2 separate regions of the Oryctolagus cuniculus genome follow, and region 2 is linked to region 1. Evidence: chromatin contacts called from public Micro-C data. All regions are on one chromosome and are shown on one strand. Each heading gives the region's core, a stretch centred on a gene start, on an enhancer-like site or on the middle of the called end of the contact. The rest is flanking DNA. Distances are from core to core; before and after follow the strand shown.

What was found. A called contact is a pair of places that touch in the nucleus more often than the background predicts.
Region 2: a Micro-C map of ear pinna shows a contact between it and region 1, with 6 times the contacts expected there. The contact joins two enhancer-like sites. A contact is called at or near these places in 3 of 6 Hi-C or Micro-C datasets (ear pinna, psoas muscle and an unstated tissue).

The regions. Positions count from the first base shown.
Region 1 is chr2:133,355,961-133,362,448 of mOryCun1.1, reverse strand. No RefSeq gene overlaps it. Among named protein-coding and RNA genes, the nearest start is that of GFPT1, 83 kb to the right of the region's middle. Within about 2 kb of position 1,363, at least 5 of the 8 cell types and tissues checked have an H3K27ac peak or open chromatin away from gene starts, as enhancers often do. A contact at or near this core is called in ear pinna, where this site is marked.
Region 2 is chr2:133,644,346-133,651,213 of mOryCun1.1, reverse strand. The region is part of intron 1 of ANTXR1 (ANTXR cell adhesion molecule 1); the gene reads left to right. Among named protein-coding and RNA genes, the nearest start is that of ANTXR1, 9.2 kb to the left of the region's middle. Within about 2 kb of position 4,878, at least 1 of the 8 cell types and tissues checked has an H3K27ac peak or open chromatin away from gene starts, as enhancers often do. A contact at or near this core is called in ear pinna, where this site is marked.

The DNA.
Region 1 (6,488 bases), core at 114-2,613:
CGAGGGGGGTCACAACACCACCACAAGACGGCTTTCTTTCTGGTTCAGCCCCGTCTGCACCACCGTGAACCCCAACAATTCCAAAACCTATTCGTTCAAAGAAATGGAAGGGGTCTGGACCGCCTTGTGACCCATTTTCTCTTGCAGGGGAGCTGAAGTAAGCCTTTCTCTGCCCCTCGCGGCGCCCTCAGTTCCGTGCCTTTGCCCCTTGCCCGGAGTGACTGGCGTGGGTCAGTTTGGGGCCCTCTGCAGGTGTCCCCTTTAAGCCCCAACCATCCTCTCTTGCAGTCTCATTGAATAGGTTAGAAGAGGAAATGGCAGCGGCTGAGGTCACCTGGGCCCCAGCCTGTCACCCTGGGGCCTCTCTGTGCCTTCCTTGGTCGCCTGTTAAAATCCCAGTGGCGGGGTTGGGGGAATTTGGAGTGTTGGCGGCGCGGGTGCCCCTGGAGAAGCCCAGGGCCGAGAGCGGACGTGGGGGCGTGCGCCTGGGCGAGTCCCCGGGCCCGAGCTAGGGGGCACCACGGGGTCTTCAGCTCTTGGTGCCCGAGGAGACCGCATGACAGGAGTGGAGACTCCCTCCCAGGCCAGGCTTCTCCCCGAACTCCGGGGCACTTCCTGACACGCCTGCGGCAGCCGGGGTGCTGGCAGAGAGGGGCCGCGGACAGCGTGGCTGCTCCTGGGGACAGCAGTGGACCTGCCCTGATGCCTTGGAGCGCGCATGGTGCCTGCCGGACCGCGGGAAGTGAGCACTGGGAGTGCTTGTGGTTGGGGGTTGGCCCTCGTGTTTTCCTGCGGACTGGAGCCCCCCACCCCCTCCCAGGGCAGTGATGACCCCCGCTGGGCTGCTCAGAGCTGGGAGTGGGGGTCTAAGGAGGCAGGCGCAGGGCGTTCAGCTAGGAGAGAAGCGCCAACAGCCTCGGGCGGGTTTGCTGCGGGTTCTGGTCACACTGTGGACAAACGCCTGAGTTCCTACCTCACACCCTAAATTCCCAACCCCCCTCAAAGGGCTGTGTCCCTGGAGACTGGCCGTGCGTAGTGCGGGATCCTCTGCAGATGGCTGCAGATGCGAGGACGGAAGCTGGACCCAGCGCTTCCTGAAGCCTTTGAAGCACCGGGATCCAACAGTCCGTGCCCTTCTGCACTTCGGGTCCAAGGAGCGGGCTTTTGTTCCTCCCCCCGAAACGGGTTCTTCTGCCCGGCGGGAGCCCGTGAAGACCTTGCAAACAAGCAGCCGTGGGCTAACGGGAGGCCCACGGCTGCAGCCAGGCAGTCCCGCGAGGGGACACGGGCAGGGCAGGCGGCGTGTGGGTTCCCGTAAGAGCTGAGCTCGAGGGCCTGTAGGCGCTAGGCGGTGCTGGCTGTGGGCCATGCGGGGACCCTCGGGAGCGAGAAAAGGCCGTGGCTCTTTGCACACCTGGCGCGCTCCCTGCTCGCCGTGCCGGGTAACGGGCGCCCTCCACCCGCGCGCACAGGGCACGAGCGCGCGGGGCGGGCCCGGCTGCCCAGGGTTATTAAATGTGAAGTGTGTTTGTCAGGAAAAACCCTTTGTTGACATCAACAGCCGACGCGCCTCCATGGGAACGCGCCTCGGTTTGCTCCGCGGCCCGCAGAAGCCTCGCAGCCAAATTCCCACCTCCTTTTTCACTGCCTGCCCACATTTTTTTCTTAAAAAAAAAAAAAAAAATCTCCGGCCAAAATTCCATGATCTGCCTGCTTGGTTTTTAGGCTCAGAAAATCAGTTTAAAATAACTGGGGAACCAGCTGAAACCCCTGCCCAAGCTTCTAAATGAAACTTTTCTCTTCTCTTCTCTTCTCTTCTCTTCTCTTCTCTTCTCTTCTCTTCTCTTCTCTTCTCTTCTCTTCTCTTCTCTTCTCTTCTCTTCTCTTCTCTTCTCTTCTCTTCTCTCTCTTCTCTTCTCTCTCTTCTCTTTTCTCTCTTCTCTTCTCTTCTCTTCTCTTCTCTTCTCTTCTCTTCTCTTCTCTTCTCTTCTCTTCTCTCTCCTCTTCTCTTCTCTTTCTCTTCTCTCTCTCTCTCTCTCGTTTTGTTTGCCAGACTACACTCTTCCTTCTTTGTGTGACCTCAGTTTCCTTGGGCCTTGCAAGCCCAGGGGACCGATGAGATGACGTCACCCACGACCGAGAGTAACCCCTGCCGGTTCGCTCCGGGTCCCCACCCCTACCCCCACCCCCAGCGCAGCTCGCCCAGGCGCCTGGCCTCCCGCGGGTGCTCCCGGCACAATCCCCCTGCCTCCCGCGGCGGTGACCGCCAGCCGCCCGGGGTCACCTCTGTGCTGTCCCTGGCACCGGCACTTGGTGGTGGGTGAGGCAGCCCAGGAGAAACCCTCACTTCCTTTTGTGTAGCCCCGCGGGACTTGTCCCAAACCGGGCAACAGCATTTTCAGAATTTTAGAATGTATTCACATGCCCCTGCCTGCCAAAGAGCCCAGCCGGGGGTCCAGGGATCCAAGTGGGGCCACGTGCCTCTTCTCAGGACTGCGCGCCCCCTGCAGCTAAGGAACCGCTCATCCTGTGTGCCTAGGGAGTGTCCTGCGGCGCCCATCTGTCCCCACTCAGCCCCAAGCGGGATCCCCGGTGCGTCCGAGAGAGAGACCACCAGGAGTGCAGCAGCGACAGCCTGAGGCAGCCCAGGAGGCACGCGCTAGGGATGGGACCGCTGCACTCCAAGGGAAAAGTCAATTGCCATCAGATGATTTTCCGACAGCTTCTCCCCCTTCTTCGTATTTGCCGCATCGCATTCGCATTCCGGTTTTCAAAAGGACAGGCGCATTAATAACAGAAAGAAAAAAAAGCGAAAAGGACTGGGATGGCGAACTTTCTTTCATGTGGCTGAGCGTCAAGTCTGGCGTTGACCTGAAGCGCTCCCGGAGACCCGCGTGAACAGCAGAGCCAGACCCCACAGACGCAGCGATGGCGCAACGGCACAAGGAACCTTGTTTATGAAGCTGATTCCCATTTCGGCTTTCTGTGTGTTTCCTAATTGCCTAGCTAGAGTTTCGTGTACGTTTTCAAGTTTCTAATTTAGAAGACAGTAAGTAATGCCTGCTTTAGACCGCTCACCCACATTTCTGATGAGCTATACCCTCGGCATGTAACATACATCAGAGAGCTGAAAGGCAGGGGTCGGGTAGTGGTGACGACGCCCACACCCCACACGGCAGTACCTGGATTCCAGCCCCACCTCCAGCTCCTGATTCCAGCTGCCTGCTAGTCAGGCCCTGGGAGGTGAGGCTTCAATACACACATTCCCAACTCAACCCAGGGCCCGCAGAAACCAGAAACAACTTATAGAAAAGGGCAAACTGGCTGATTGGGGTGTGTGTGTGTGTGTGTGTGTGTGTTCGATCCTGACACTGCAGGGAGCCCTCTGCACCAATTGGGGGCAGCCATAGCCTAAGGCAGACTCTGCCATCCTTGCGTTCTGCAGAGGGTTGTACAGCAATTACAGGCCAGGTGCTTTCACTCGTATTATTTCACTGGCATCCACATTTGCAGGGGCATAAGGTGCTCCCTCCCATGCCACGGTTCAAGCAGACTTAACTTCACTGATCCATGTACCAGATAGATGGCTCCAGACCATTTCAACATTTTCCCCTCCAGGAAGACAAAATCATGGCTCTTGCACACTCTTGCTCAAGACTGCACAGCTGGGGGCCGGCCCTGTGGCCTAGTAGGCTAAGCCTCTGCCTGCAGCAACGGCAACCCATGTGTGTGCCAGTTAGAGACCCCGGCTGCTCCACTTCCATTCCAGCTCCCTGCTTATGGCCTGGGAAAGCAGTGAAGATGGCCCAAGTCCTTGGGCCCCTGTACTCACGTGGGAGACCAGGAAGAAGCTCCTGGCTCCTAGTTTCAGATGAGCCCACCTCTAGCCGTTGCAGCCATTTGGGGAGTGAACCTCTCTCTGTATCTCTCCTTGTCTATAACTCTGCCTCTCAAATAAATAAATAAAAAGATTGCACAGCAGAACCCCCCCAAAAAAGCACTGAGACCTAAAGAAAGTGCTTCTCAAGGAGTATTTCCGCCACCTTTATCCAGATTATTTTTAATCATTATCAAAAAGGCAATTCAAGGACCACAATCCCACCCGAAGAATCATAATCTCCTTTGCCGTCCAAAGGACCTTCACTTTGTAACTGTCTCCTTGGGTACATTACAATTTTTTAAGACTTCATGTATTTGCTTGAGAGAGAGAGTTATAGACAGAGAGAGGTAGAGAAAGAAAGAGGTCTTCCATCTGCTGGCTCATTGCCCAAATGGCCAGCGCTAGGCCAACCTGAAGCCAGGAGCTTCTTCCAGGTCTCCCACACAGGCGCATGGGCCCAACTACTTGGGCCATCTTCCACTGCTTTCCCAGGCCACAGCAGAGTGCTGGATTGGAAGAGGTGCAATATGGGATGCTGGTGCTGCAGGTGGAGGCTTAGCCTACTAGGCACATTACAATTTGAAAGCTACTTCGCCAAGACCTAAAAGGAAACTAAGGCAGAACTCCTCAGGATTTTCCTTAAGATTGTACTCTGCTGGGAAATGGTGATGACCAAGGGAGGCAGTGGTGATGGCTCAAGTACTTGAGTCCCTGCCACCCACGTGGGGATCTGGATCAAGTTCTCAGTCCCTGCTGTTGCTGGCAATTGGGGAGTGAACCAATGGGTGGGAAAATCCACAACTAGGAACAACAGAGCGAAGCTTCAGGTCACCAGAACCCAGAAAAGGATCCTAAAGGCACCACGAAGGATTGGCAGATTGCTTCTAAGGAGCAACAGTCAGTCTGACATCTCCGCAGCGACATGGAAGCCAGGAGGTAATACGCTAAAACGAAAATAGCTGCCCACAGGATTCTATGCCCAGAAAAATAAAGACATATTCAGAGAACCAAAAACAGAACTTGCCTCCAAGAGGCTCACTGAGGGAAATCCACAGGAAGTGATGCCGGCAGGGCAGAGAAGCAAGAAAGAACAAAGGCGAATGTGGATAAATCCAAATGAACGCTGACCATATAAGACAATGTCTTATGATGTAACCTAGAAACTAAAATTAAAGTACATGTTAACAATAACACACAAGTAAGAATGAAGTCCTTCCATAATCTGGGAGGAGGAGAACTTGAGGTTCCGTGATGCTATGTATAAACACTGTGGTTGGTACAGTCACCCCTAGAAGAAGAGAAACAGAAAGTAACATCCAAACAAAGGGAAATGGGATGATAAGTATTTTCTCCAAAAAGGGACCCAAAAGGAGAGATAAAAAAGGCATAGCAGGTAAAGCCGCCGCCTGCAGTGCTGGCATCCCATAAGGGCTCCGGTTCAAGTCCCGGCTGCTCCACTTCCAATTCAGCTTTTTGCTATGGCCTGGGAAAGCAGAAGATGGCCCAAGTCCTTGGGCCCCTGCACCCATGTGGGAGACCCGGAGGAAGCTCCCGGCTTTGGATCAGCACAGCTCCAGCCGTTTGGACCAATTGGGGAGTGAACCAGCGGATGGAAGACCTCTGTCCCTCTGCCTCTCCTTCTCTGAGTAACTCTGCCTTTCAAAGAAATAAATCTAGAAGAAGAAGAAGAAGGAAGAAGGAAGAAGGAAGAAGGAAGAAGAAGAAGAAAAAGAAATAAAGACCAGCAGGCCAATGAGAAGGCACAAAATGAGATATAACTCTAGCCTTTAAAAAATGCAGATGGACTACATGGTCTACTTAAAAGGCAAATATTTTCAAATTGATTTTTTAAAAGGATTTATTTACTTATTTTAAAGACAGGGAGAGAGAGAGAGATTGGTCTTCCATCCACTGGTTCAATCCCTAAATGGTGGCAATAGCCAGGTCTTGTCAGGCTGGTCTCTCACATGGGTGACAGGGACCCAACTACTTTGGGCCATCTTCCACTGTGCATTAGCAGGCAGCTGGATCAAAAGAGGAGTAGCCAGAACTGGACTTTAGCACTCTCTAGGACGGGATGCTGGTGTCACGAGTGGTGGCTTAGCCACAATGCCGGCCCACAAACCACATTTTTCAAAAAAATCTAATGATAGGTTGTCTATACAAATTTCTACATAAGACCTCAGGATTCAAAAAGGCTGCAAGTAAAAAAGATGAAAAATATGTATCATGCAACTATTAACAAGAAGGACATTTGCATGACTATATTCCTAATAAAGCTAAAGAATAAAAATTATGACTAGAGGATAAAAAGTGTCCTTTCATAAGAAAATATTTCCAATATATCAATAACAATTCCAATGCATACATACCTAATATTAAAATGTACCAAGCAAATATGATAACATATAAAACAGTAATAAGAAATTAGACTAATTCTACATAGTAGAAGATGTAAAGACACCTCTTCCAGTAACCATTAACAGTTGGAACAGTTTGTGGCTCTGCAAAAATCATGCAGACCTTAAACCCCAAAGCCTTATGTTTACAAATAATGGATAACGTCAGTGGTAGATAACTTAGGGCGTAGGTCTGATCCAATCACTGT
Region 2 (6,868 bases), core at 3,629-6,128, 290 kb before region 1:
GCAATTAAGGCTTCTTAATGCAGCTACTGCTCCACTGTTAGATCAGCTGTAGCTGACTGAAGGTTTGGGGGACTCCAGCCCCCTGTTGTCCACAGAGCTCTTTCAGATATCTGGAAGGATTCGCTGATGCATCAGACCCTAAGGTGTGTTAGGACATCTGATTGCATGTAAAGGTCCAACCAATTAGTAATTTATTTAGAGTCAATCTGCTGGAACACTCCAATCTGTAGAGGCTTAGAATAATCGAAGTGCAAAATTGGCTCTGCATAAGGAAAACAAAAAATCCAGTAGAAAGCACTTTTTAAAAAACGTAACTTTTTAAATTTTAATTTTAAAAGGCAACAGGCAAAAGGACATTTTACCAGGGGCCAGGAACTTCTTTCTGTTTTTTATTTATGTTGGTATTCAGATGGAGCCTTGGTTGAATGTTCCTCCTATGAGGGTCCAGGTTTGGAGAGGGCCCGTCAGATCAGGCAGTAGTTGATAGAGTGGCTGACAAAGTGAACGGTTTGGTATATGGGTAAAAAGTGAAAACAAATAAGGCAAAAGTGTCTTGTTTTGTGATTCTGTCTGGGCCAGCCAAGTAATTACCTCTACTTTCCTTAGCTGTGAGACCTGGTAACACTCAGTGTCACGCTGAGAATAGAAGCCAGGAGTATCGAGAAGGGCGCCCGTCCCAAGATAACCTGTAATTATCTCCAAATGGTCAAAGACTCCTCATGGTCCTAGAACAAACTCTGGCATCCCTTGGGGAGGCTTGGCTGTCACATAAATGCAAATGGGATTTGCTTGATGCTAATTTAGAACGTGTGCCTATTTTGGGTGTGGGGCCAAGAGACTAGATCTGGCCTCTTCCTCCGATGACTCTGCAACAAAGGACAAAGAAAGCACTTGAGTATTTTCCTGACATGTTTTTCAGACGTGTCAGGTTCATGCTAGAAAGCAATTAGATGTCTTCTATTTGACTCAGCTGGCTCATTCATTTGGCAACAATATGTTCTCAGTTTTGATCAGAAGTGTGCACACCAGTGAAGGCACTGGTAACACAATGCTTATTGCAAGCTAGGTCCTGTCCCAGGAGGTGCAAGGAGTGCAGAAGTCTTACACTTGGCTTTGACATTCGAAGGACTCTGGGCAGCTGAGCCCAAGGCTCCAATGAGGATATGGGCAAGGGCCAGTAAAGTCCAGTTTAGATGGACAAGAAGACATGATGAGCAACAGTGGCTGAGCCTTTGCCACCTGCCAGACCCTATGGACAATGTCTTCCCTGTGCTCTCCTGCTTGGTCTCTGCAGTCCCCACAAGATCTGTGCAGCATGGTCGTTCACACAAGAGGAAACAGGTTTCCAGGCGCAGCCAAGGTCCCTCTAAGAGGTGAAACGAAGCCTCAAACCCAAGCCTCTCTGACTGACAGTCTACACGCAAAGAAGAAAGAATTTCTTTTTTTTTTTCCTTTTTTTATTTTTTGACAGGCAGAGTAGACAGTGAGAGAGAGAGAGACAGAGAGAAAGGTCTTCCTTTGCCGTTGGTTCACCCTCCAATGGCCGCTGCGGCCGGCGCACCACGCTGATCCGAAGCCAGGAGCCAGGTGTTTCTCCTGTTCTCCCATGGGGTGCAGGGCCCAAGCACTTGGGCCATCCTCCACTGCACTCCCGGGTCATAGCAGAGAGCTGGCCTGGAAGAGGAGCAACCGGGACAGAATCCGGCGCCCCAACCGGGACTAGAACCCGGTGTGCCGGCGCCGCAAGGCAGAGGATTAGCCTAGTGAGCCGCGGCGCCGGCCAAGAAGAAAGAATTTCAACATGCAGGGGAACATTGAATCCCTCAGAGTCGGTTAGGTTATGCTGTGGTAACAAAGAACCTCCCCAAATCTCAATGACACAAAACAACCAAGGCATACTCTTGAAACAGGCTATGTGTCGGATGGGGACAACCAGGGGTTTCTGTTCATGTTAATTCTGTGAGCCAGGCCGGTGGAGACGCCTTCTTGACACCTGCTTCCCCCAGCACAGCTGCAAGGGAAGGAAGAGGCTGCTGGCGGGTGCCGGGCTGGCAGTGAACTGCCCCGGCCAGCAGTGTCACACATCCTTCCACTCACCTCCGGTCGGCCTGAACAAGTCCCATGGCCTCACGCTTTGGAAAGGGGCTGAAGGAATGCAATCCTCTCATTGGAGAGGGCCCATCAGATAGGAGGAAAGGAAAACCAGACATGGGTGGCCAAGGCTTGCTTCTCTTGCAAACATAGAATTTTACACTCCTTTGGCCTGAGAAAGCTAGAAAGTAGCAGTCATTGAGATAGGGTGAAGAGGTAGGACTTCAGGAAAACGTCGCTTTTGAGCTCTGCTTTGGATTTATTCATCAGCCTGGCGTTATGACAAACACGCCATTGGCATCTGCCCATGCGGCGATGATGACTCCTGCTCTTCTAGGCCCTTCCGCACTCCCTATGCTTTAGATGAAACATGTGCTGTGGTGAACGGAGGATTACGTTAGATTCAGTGCAAAGGTGAAACGGAGGTTAGGTAGGTTTCCTTGGCCCCTAAGGGTTACATCAATGTATCTGAACAAAGAATCATTTTTTCCATAGCCTGTGGAGTATGCGGGAACGTGACCAGGCTGGGGAGATGGAGCAGGCCCTGGAAGCCTGCAGCAGCTGAGCCATCTACTGCAGCGGCTGATTCAGAGTCAGAATCAAGAGTGTCTGGGCGCCTACGGGTGTTCCTCGGTGGGGATGTTGTTAACATTTTCACTGGGACAGATTTTCATGTTGAGAATGTGTAGTTTTGTGACCTTTGCTTTCTAAAGGTATTTAACCTTCCTGGGCATTGTAACCAATATATAAAGGCCTCTGTATGTACTCCTGAATGCCTCCCTCCAGGGGTGATGGCACGGGTGGAGAACCCCGCAGAGCAGAGCAAGCCAAGGACACGGATTCTTAGCACCAAGGACTGGGAGTGAGCAGGAGGAGCCTTTTCTTGGGGAAGAGGTGACCAGAGGACGGGTGCCAATCGTAAACACTGGAGATGAAAGCGCTAGGCCGGTGGTTCTCAGCCATGGGCATGTGTATAAAAGCTTCCCAGGTGGTTTTGATGTGCGTCCCTCCCCGCAATACATCATGAGCCTGAACAGGAAGACAAGAAAAGTTGCCCCGCAATGATGGCCTTTCTCCTCTCTGGTGAGGCTGTGGGTGAGACAGCACACACCTCCCCGCGGGACGCCAAGCAGAGCTTTATTGTAGATGGTGTTGGATAAGCCCAGTATGGCATGGAGGATCACAGATAGGCCAAGCTCTGCGGGTCAGGATCACCAAGTCCTGCTGTGTGTGCAGAGTTTGGCAGCTGGGACCGTGTGCATATTCAACAAGCATGATAACCTCAGACAAATGACTTAGCCCCTCAGAACCTCGGTCTTCTCATTAATAACCTTGAAAGTCTCTGCCTCACAGAAGGGTTGTGAAGGTGCAATAAGATGAAGCCTTTAACAAGGCATCCTGTACATGGATGCCAGGTGGTAGATGGTGATAGTGGATAGGTGATCATGAGGGTAGTGGAAATTGCTCCCCAAAGAAGAGGATAGGGTCCTCTAACCCAAGGCACCTCCATAGATTCCGAGCAGGACTACCAGGCCAGGGTAAGCAATTTGTTTAGTTAGATATTTAGCACAGCATGCTAGATTTCTGGAATTACGAAATGCCAAAGACAGGTCCTGCTTCCCGGAGTTTATTAGAAGAGAAAGAGCTGATGCTGTAATTAACCTTGGTCTAGAAGAGAGAGCTTTAGGAAGCCTCGGAGAGCTAGTGACTTTGGGTCTTGAACTTGAAAGTTGAAGAGGATTTTGCCAAGTGGTAAAGTAGACAGAAGCACCACACAGAAAGCAAAGTGACATTGCAGTGTGGGGGTGACAAGGAAAGAGAATGGATTTTGTCCCATCAGCAATAGTTATTGGATTGAAGGTTTCTAAAGACAAAAGTGGCAAATTTATGTATGTTATAGAAATGCAGATATGAGAGTGCTTCAAAAAGTGTATGGGAAAATAGAACCAAAAGTAAGTTTATTTTGGTGCAAGAAATGCTGAGATCCACACACAGTTATTTCATAATACATATTTTTATGAATTTTTTGAAGACCCTTCATGGATTTCAAAACTTTTGCACCAAAATAAATGTATCCTTTAATTCCATTTTTCATGAACTCTTTGAAGGACCCGTATATATCACCTGTTCTTACAGTACAAAGGAGGTAAAAAAGAGTAAAAAATCGGGAGCTCTTTTGCATCGAGAAGCAACCAGGACTTGATGAGCATTTGGCTGTGAGCAAGTGGGAGAGAGAAGAGTTACCACAGGGAGACGTGGGTTTCAGTAGGGAAGAGGAGTTTGGTGTGGACGTGTTGAGTCTGAAAATGTGGGACATTTGGGTGGAGATGGTGAATGGGCGAGAGGATTGATTCCTTGGCACTGAAAAAAGATCAGAGTGCCATTAGCCTGAGGGAAGTCATTGAAAATGTGGGTATGGATAGTAAATAATATTGAGATAATATCAAGATCCTCTCCAGATTTTTAAAATGTCAAGAAGAGGTGGAGTTTGAGGAGAAAGGTGGCCAGGATCCAAGCCAGAGGAACTGCCAGTGGGGATCGTCTGAGCAAAAACAGACACTCCACTGAACAGAGCTGAGAAGCAGCAGGCAGGGCAGACCCAGCAGGGCTGAGGCAGGGAGGGACAGAGCAGCAGCAGAGGGGTGACCATCCATGTTTCCCCCGAACTCGCCCCTCCTCCATTTCCAGTCTTGGTGAGCAATCATGCAGTAAACCCTGCCCCCAATGCCAAGGATAGGGGCGGGCGCAGTCCTCCATCTCCCATGCAAGCCCTGAGGGCATCTGCTACTCACAGCTCCTGAATCCACCCTGCTCTGCTCTCTACTTTGTCCTAGCTCAGGCCTTCACCGCTTTATCCCAGTTCACGGAAACATTCTCTAACTTGGCTCTTTGCCGCCTTTCTTTACTCTCTCCCTGCCTTGTATTCTTGGACCAAATTGATTGTAGAACATGATCTAATCTTGACACCCTCTTTCCTAATCCCTGCCCCTTAGGCTTTAAACACTTTCAAAGCTCTCAGAATGATGTGTCAATTTCAATACATTAAAAAAAAAAAAGTAAAGGTAAAGTGTAAATGACTTAGCAGGTATTTAAGGCCCTCATTGCTCAGGCATTATGTATTTCCCAAGCTTCATCTCTGATCACGTCCCAAACCCTTGCGATTTCTGGCAGTTCCTTGTTCCGAATCTCCCCAGTCCATGGTAAGCACTGGAGCGGTCCATTATCAAGAGACGAGGGGAATGACCCTTGGTGTTTGCCCTCGAGAGTCACATCCAGTGACCTTTTCTTCTTCCCCTCATCCTCTAAGGCTCAGTGGTAAACACTCATGGGAACCTGTTGGAACAGAGCTTTCCCAACATTTTGATGGCAAAAGGATTATGATCAGAATTATAGTCATCTTGCCATCACTCCTTATATTTAAAAAAAAAAAAAAAGTAGGGGCCAGCACTGAGGTGTAGTTAGCTAAACCTCTACCTGCAGCACCAGCATCCCCTATAGGCACTGGTTTATATGCTGGCTGCTCTATTTCTGATCTAACACCCTGGTAATGTGCCTGGGAAAGCAGCAGCAGATGGCCAAAGTGCTTGGGTTCCTGCACCCATGTGGGTGACCCAGAGGAAGCTCCTGGCTCATGGCTTCAGACTGGCACACCCTTGGTCGTTGTAGCCATTTAGGGTGTGAACCAGCAGATGGAAGACCTTTCTGTCTCCTCTCTGTCTATAACTCTGCCTCTCAAATAAATAAATAAATAAAATCTTTTAAAAATATAAATGCCAGATTTACAGAAATTACCTAGCATCTAAGAGAAAAATAAAGAATCCTATCGACCGCTATACATGAATCATAATAATAAACAGTACAAGGTAAAAGGAAATACAAGATATCATTAGACAACAGTAAGCATAAATAAATATAGGATGTTAAAGATCACTGTTAATAGAGTAACCAAACATCCTGATTTTCCCAGGACAAGCCTGGCCTATATTTGTGTCTTAGTATAATTATTAATAGCTTCTTCTTCTGTACTCACAATCTTCTGTTTAGTCTTTAAATTATATGGTCATCCTGATGATTAATTGTCATAAAAGATGATGTCAGAGGAACACAAGGGGTGACGGTTGAAGACCAAACAGATGAAGCCTCTTGTCTGTTTTCTTCCATTACAATGGGAAATGGATTTAGCATTTCTGACTCCATTTTAGAGCCCCTATTTAAGCCTTTCTGGGTATCCCCACTCTCGGATTCCCATTTTTTGGAGAATTTTTAACACATCTCACTATCTTAACACCTAACACTGTGAATTGTGACTGAATGTTTCCCCACCCCTCCACGGGGAGGCAGTATTACATTGTGGTTAAGAAGCCAGGGTTAAAGGGCAGAAAGAATTAATTAGTATTTGGAGAAAGAACGTGGACGGCAAGGCTAGACTAACCGGGTTCAAATCCCAATCCTACCACTTTCTAGCTGTGTGTTTCTTAACCTCCCCGTTAACTCAGTAGCATATATATCACTTAGGATCATTGTGCTCAAAAACACACTGGAAATACTAAGTGTTACTATTAAATGGCAGTGAGTATTAAGTGCTCAGCACATTGCCGGCTGCTCAGTGAGTATTCAGTACATGCCGAATGTTGCCATTGTTCATCTTTATAGATTCCAAAACCCCACCAGGCATTAAAAACTCACGTTGCCAGATCAGAGATGAGAAAGAAAAGTTTGTGACTTTAGAAAAAGAAGTTAAGCATAGATGGATTCTCCCTCACTCCCTCCCCTACTA